Linked DNA regions of Mus musculus: region 1 is linked to region 2. Evidence: chromatin contacts called from public Hi-C data. All regions are on one chromosome and are shown on one strand. The core of a region is the stretch at or near the end of the contact, and the rest is flanking DNA. Distances in the headings are between cores, read along the strand shown. Region 1 overlaps Gm35545 (a long non-coding RNA gene). Region 2 has its middle 130 kb from the start of Hira.

What was found. A called contact is a pair of places that touch in the nucleus more often than the background predicts.
Region 1: a contact with region 2 is called in a Hi-C map of B cells, with 5 times the contacts expected there. The contact joins two enhancer-like sites. A contact is called at or near these places in 1 of 39 promoter capture datasets (the C10 cell line), 1 of 15 datasets of contacts at CTCF or cohesin (pro-B cells), 18 of 484 Hi-C or Micro-C datasets (B cells, centroblasts, centrocytes and 7 more) and 6 of 115 datasets of contacts at active chromatin or transcription factors (the 230-238 cell line, bone marrow-derived dendritic cells, epiblast stem cells and 3 more).

Annotation. Positions count from the first base shown.
Region 1 is chr16:19,244,499-19,247,576 of GRCm38.p6, forward strand. It overlaps Gm35545 (a long non-coding RNA gene), which reads left to right. Exons shown (of 6, transcript XR_875946.3): 6 at 1-680. It also overlaps Igl. Among named protein-coding and RNA genes, the nearest start is that of Gm35545, 28 kb to the left of the region's middle. Within about 2 kb of position 1,508, at least 10 of the 459 cell types and tissues checked have an H3K27ac peak or open chromatin away from gene starts, as enhancers often do. A contact at or near this core is called in B cells, where this site is marked.
Region 2 is chr16:19,006,550-19,009,670 of GRCm38.p6, forward strand. No RefSeq gene overlaps it. Among named protein-coding and RNA genes, the nearest start is that of Hira, 130 kb to the left of the region's middle. Within about 2 kb of position 1,407, at least 27 of the 459 cell types and tissues checked have an H3K27ac peak or open chromatin away from gene starts, as enhancers often do. A contact at or near this core is called in B cells, where this site is marked.

The DNA.
Region 1 (3,078 bases), core at 258-2,757, 240 kb after region 2:
GCTCATAAACTCATGGGTAGAAGCTCACTTTTGTGTTATTTCTAGAAGCTCACTTTTGTGTTATTTCTTACAGTATTAAAAGACTGGAAGAGGAGAAATATACTTTAATTTTGATTTAAGACCAGAAATTGTTTAAGTTTAGAGATTCATTGCAATCCTAAAACTAGAAATATGACTTAATGTCTCAATGTCCTTGGGGATAAGATATTGTGTCAAGATGAAAGAAATGTGTGACAATTCAGAAATACTTTACAAATGATTACTTGGTTTGTTTGTTTCATGGGATCACAGCAACATCATAAAAATAATAAAGCAATAAAAAAACCTGTATGAGTCAATAAGAGTGAACTGTGTTATCTCACAATGATTTCTGCTGGACAGATTTGCAAAATGTACATGCTGAATTAAGCGCCACACTGCACCTTTTCCTTCTCTTCTGTGACTCAATTATTTGTGGACAATCTTAGGCGATCGTTGGTCAGCAGTTTCAAAGTCAGTATCCAGACTGTTCTTCACATGGTAGTCTATTGTTACATCCATGTGTTCTCATAGGCATCTAGTAAAGGCATGGGGAACTCAGTGGTTCAGCATAACCTCATCTGACTCCTGGAAACTCTAGTGGTATTTACAATTCATAAAAGAGATTATATCCTGTGGTACTCAGACTTATCATTTCAGCATATCTTATTTAGGGGGAAATTTCTTACCTAATATCAAAGAAGAAATTATTTCATAGCCTTTTAAAACTATACAATGGATTTGCATTGCCATTAAATGAAGACTTGTAAAATAACAAATTAAGAATGAGTAGTTACTTCATTTTGATCTAGTTGTATAAAGAATATAACTGATAATGATTCTTTCTTGAGACCTTTTAACTCTAGTATTACAAACAAACATATCTAAGGGAAAATTAACATGTTTGAAATCTGTACTTTTAAAAACCTCTACCAAAATAGTTGACAAAATCTTTCCTTGTATTACTTTAACTAGAACACAAATGAAAACAAGTAGTTCCCTTCACCTTCTTTTCTCTGGAGTGTCAACAATACAATGGCTACAGAACCTGATAGTGGATCACACTATCAAAGAACAGTGATCATTCCAAGTTTCAAGTAAATGTTTATTTCTTGCTTGGGGAGGAGATTCTGAAGAGAAATAGCTGTTAAGAACGAGTCAAAGAATGAAACAGGTCATTCCAAAGGCATGCATCTTTATTTGCCATAAAACCTGACCGAGATAGAGGAAATCTGGGAAAATCAATCAGCATCCAGCCCATGCTGTAATGTTTCCAGAGATTTCCAGGACTCACAGATGCTGCAGCACTAGGGAGTTCTTAGGTTATTTGGCACATGGTGATTTGGTATATCATTAGCATTTTACTATCACCACTATTACTACATTAGATCTTTCCAGGCAAAGAGACAACCCTACTCTCAGGGAGGTTGCACAACTTTGAGGAAACACTTGCAGTTTTGTATTCTCTAATTCTGACCACTGAGCTTGATGCAGGATATTACATGTGAGTCAGGAGTCAACTTCATAACTTGCCAATTTCTGAGAAGTACACAGTGTCCCCTGCTGGATCATGAATACGTTCTTCATAATATGCATGAAATATCTTTTGCATATTTTCACTTCCCCTATTATAGGATCTTTAGTTTCTCTTAAAAATGCTAACTTATTTTTGTTATATGTTAAAATTCTACTCATTAATTTTCTTTGATTTATTGACTTTATGTATTTGTGATCCCAAGTAATTTTTCTCTGAATCAAAAATAACTGTAATTTTCATCTTTATAGGATTCTGTGATTTTTTTCAAGTTGAAAAACCTTTTTAAAAATTAATATTATTTAATTACATTCCAAAGTTGTCCCCTCCTGGTTTGCTTTTCCAGAGTTCTTCACCCCATCCTACCTCCCCCTCACCTCCGAGAAGGAGATCCACATTGCCACCAATACCCCCTTCACTGTGGCATCAAGTCTCTACATGATAAGACCCATCTTCTCACACTGAGACTAGACAAGGCAGTACTCTTCTACATATGTGCCTGGGGCATCAGAGCACCTCTGCTATAATCTTTGGTTTGTGATTACTCTTAGGAAGTTCCCAGGGCCCATGTTAGTTGACACTGTTAGTCTTCCTATGTATGGGATTTTCATTCCCTTCATTTCTTTCATTCCTTTCCTTAACTCTTCCAGAGTTCCCAAACTCAGGCAAATATTTGGCTGTAATTATCTGTATCTGCTTCAGTCAGTTTCCAGTAGAGCCTCTCAGAGGACAGCAGTGCTAGGCTCAAGTCTGCAAGCACAACATGGCATTCATAATAGTGTCAGGATTTTATGCCTGCCTATGGGATGGATCCTAAGTTGGGCAAGGCACTGGATAGCCTTTACTACAAACTCTGCTCCATTTGTATCCCGACATTTCTTTTAGATAGGAACAATTCTGCATCAAAAAAGTTGAAGGTGAGTTGTTGTCCCCATCCTTCCAGTGGGTGCCCTGTATAACTAATGGAAGTGGTATCTTCTCCCCACTGTTGGACATGTCAGGTAGGATCAATTCCTGTGAGCCTCTCACATCCCAGGTTTATAGGACTTCCTATAGGTTCTCCTGCAACCACCCTCCATGGCTCCATATTTTCATTCATTCTTCTGGTTTTTTTGGACTTCTCTCCTGTCTCCCCTATACCTGATAATTGCCCTTTTCCCCTCCCCCCATCTCACCCAGGTCCCTCCCTCCCTCTGTCTTTGATAATTATTTTGTTAATTATAGTTAATATTTACCTACAATTGGAGCATTTGACCCACTTCAATGTTTGTGTACATGTACTGTATTTTTCTTATTGACACTGTAACTTTCTATTATATAATAAAAACTATGTTTTTTTCATTTAAGTTTTGTGTCACAGAATATTCTAGTGCTGTACCATCAGACCTGAAATAATATCTACCTTTTTGTTAATTTATTTGCTTCACTTCCATTTTATTTGTCTGTTTGGGAAATATAAGATATTTAAATATAACATGCTTTAGAAGTTATAATTAAATATAATATCAGTTTCAGATTTTATAGTC
Region 2 (3,121 bases), core at 157-2,656:
GTCAGGTAAACATCCAGGAAAATAAGATATATATACCTGTGGTCACACAAGGTGTTTAGTGTAGAGTGCTACCCACTTCTGGACAATGGACATGCTCACATGGAGGTTATTTTCATCTACCATGAAAATACCATGAAGAGCCTTATGTCATTTCAAGGGTGTAGAAATTAAATAGCTACAAGATCAGATGTTCATAGGGTCTGAGCTACAGGTAGTATGGCTTGTAGTAAACTAAATAAATTGTCAAATGTGTGGAAGGTCATCAGCAGAGAGTTCAGGACAGTCTGGAGGACCGTTATTTCTGTAGAAGGTGTTGGTGGACATCCAGAGATATATACTGCTCCAAGTTCATCAGCTCTTGACCCTATCTAAGCTACTCACTTTCTATTGTTAAATCTGTTGCCTCTTCTGTATGAGGTTTTGATTAAGAATAAGTCCCAGAGGATGGATTTGGAGATTGAAAGAGATGTTATCTGCATTGTGCTTGACATATGGGGCCCCTTACTAATCCCAGCCACTATTATAATCACCTAGGACACTGCCTAGACCTGTTCTCTGATTTTTTTTTATGACCTTTAACTATTAACATTCCTTCTTTGAGCACCACCCTCCCAGTTTTCCCAATGAGGATGTCAGAAAGATCCCCAGATCTCATATATCTTGGAAATCATAGAATTGTTATAGGGTAGGGTTGATTGTGGAGGTAGGATCTAGGCCTGGTAAGATAGAAATGCCTCAGTTGCAGAGGATAAAATGAGAGATAGGACAAAGTGTGTGTGTGTGTGTGTGTGTGTGTGTGTGTGTGTGTGTAGGGGTAGACCTATTTGCTTTTTCTAGCTTTACTCAACAAGATTTCTGTTGGCCACTTTGGAAATCCCCAAGCTAAAGTTAGTTCTGTGTTGACTGAAACAAAAACTCAAGGTCACAAAAAGAGAGAAATAAACAGAAGTGAAACCAAGCTGATGGTAAGCAAAGCATGACAAACAGAACCAGGTGTGGCCCTCGAGAAGGAAAAGGCCATTTTGATTGTAGTTGAATGTGTCTCTCATAGGTAGGACTATCAAGTCTACATTACATCCTTTCAAAATCCAAGCAATAGTCCTAAGGCCTGATGCTGCCTTCTATCTGGCTTCATCCTCATATTCCAAGCTCAGCCTTTAATATTAAAATCTTGGAAGTGCAGGGCAAATGAAGTTTTAGAATCAACCACTTGTCACTTTGCATGTTAGCAGGGTACCAGAGAGGAGTTGACTGGATCAGAACTATGGAGTTCTATCTCTATTTCCTAACCTGGAAAGAAATGAATAACTGAGTGAACAAGCACAAAAACCCCAGTTACTTGAAATTCTATGAAAATGACACATGATTTCAGTCCTTCATAACTTTATCTCCTGTGTCCACAGATTGGGACTTCCTCCTCATGACCAGAAATTCTGCTTTCAGGACTTCATCATGGTGATGTCACATGGCCTAAGTGACATGGAGACTCAAAGCTAGAGTTTACTTTTTAAATTTTTATTATTTTGTTTCGTGTGTGTGCGTTTGTGTTTGAAAAATTGGGGGCCACTTGTATGTCACAGTAATCATGTGGGGGCCAAAGACCGACTTGTTAGAGTTTATTTCATCATTGAGTCTCAGGAAGTGGATTAAAAGGAATGTTTAGTCTGCTGAGCCATCTCACTGGCCACTCAGGGTACACTTTTAAGAAGAAAATTATATACACTTTCACAGGGTCTAAGTTGCCTTGGAGAAGGAGCTGGATGGATGTCTACAGCAGTGAAGAGGGACCCATGGGCATGTGAGAAGGACAATATCTCATCTTTGTTTAATGACATTATTTCTTACAGAGAATAGTCTAGAAAGAGCCACACCAACACACTTTCAGGGTGTTTTCTAGGATAAACTAGATTTTTTATTAAAAAATTAACTTTATGTATACAGATGTTTTGTTAACAAGTATGTCTGTATCATATGCATGTGTGTTGCCCAAAGAGTCCAGAAGAAGGCATTGGATCACCTGAACTGGAGCTATATTTGTGAGTTATTATGTAGGTACTGTGAATTGAATCCAGGTCTCCTGAAAGAGCAGCCCATCCTCTTATCTACTGAGCCATCTCTCCAGCCCTGAAGTTTGTTTCTACATGTTTTCTAGCTTTTCAAAGAATATGTTTAATTATAAAACAAAAGCATGGGGTTATTTAATAATCATTATTCTCTTTTTGAGAAAAGCTGACAATGCATCTGTAAAAGCATGGATACTGTGTTACTTTGAAGAGGTTGAAAGGTGAGATGTGAGCTAGGTACATGGGTTTATTAATATAATTCCAGGACTTGAGAGGCTGAGACAGGAGGGTGATCCAAACATACAGATTCAAGATCAACTATATATCAATATCTGTCTCACATAAATACGTATACATATACATAATTTCATGAATATGGATATGAGGTGTGTATGTATGCCTTTGTCTGTGCCTATACTTATTGTCTGCATCTATGGCTAACCACTGTGGATATCTGTGGAGCAGAAATTTAGGTTATATTGGTTTTTAATTTTTATCTACATTAAAATATAACATCATATTTTTGGCAAACTATGGGAAAGAAATTTTATATCTTTTAGTCTTTTTGCTCTAGGTCAGTTAACACTAGACAAACATGTATTTCCTGTCTGTTCACATATTTACTAGAAGAACTCTGTATTTGGTGTTACATTGAAAACAAGACAGAAAACCATCCATCTAAGTCTTAATCCTTAAATCAACATTCATTGGCTTGATTGATTATCAGAGAGATGTGGAAAATTATCCATTGTCTTTGTTTACCTACAGTTTGCATGGTCTAAGAAATTTTAGGAGACTTTCACCTATGTCTTCATTTGGTATCTGTTCTCTAAGCATCATGAAGATAGCCACCATTATTTTTTGTTCACTTCCCACTTCTTTATCCAGTTCTGTGAGTGTAATATTATAGTCTAAAACTAAACTAAGAGAAGCTGAACCACTGCTGTTCTGAACCACCCTGCCACCTTCATCCCCACATTCCTCTTCCAACGGCCACATTGACCTAAGTAAAGCTTTTGATCCAAAAAGATTTGGAATGTTTCAGGTCTCTAAATATT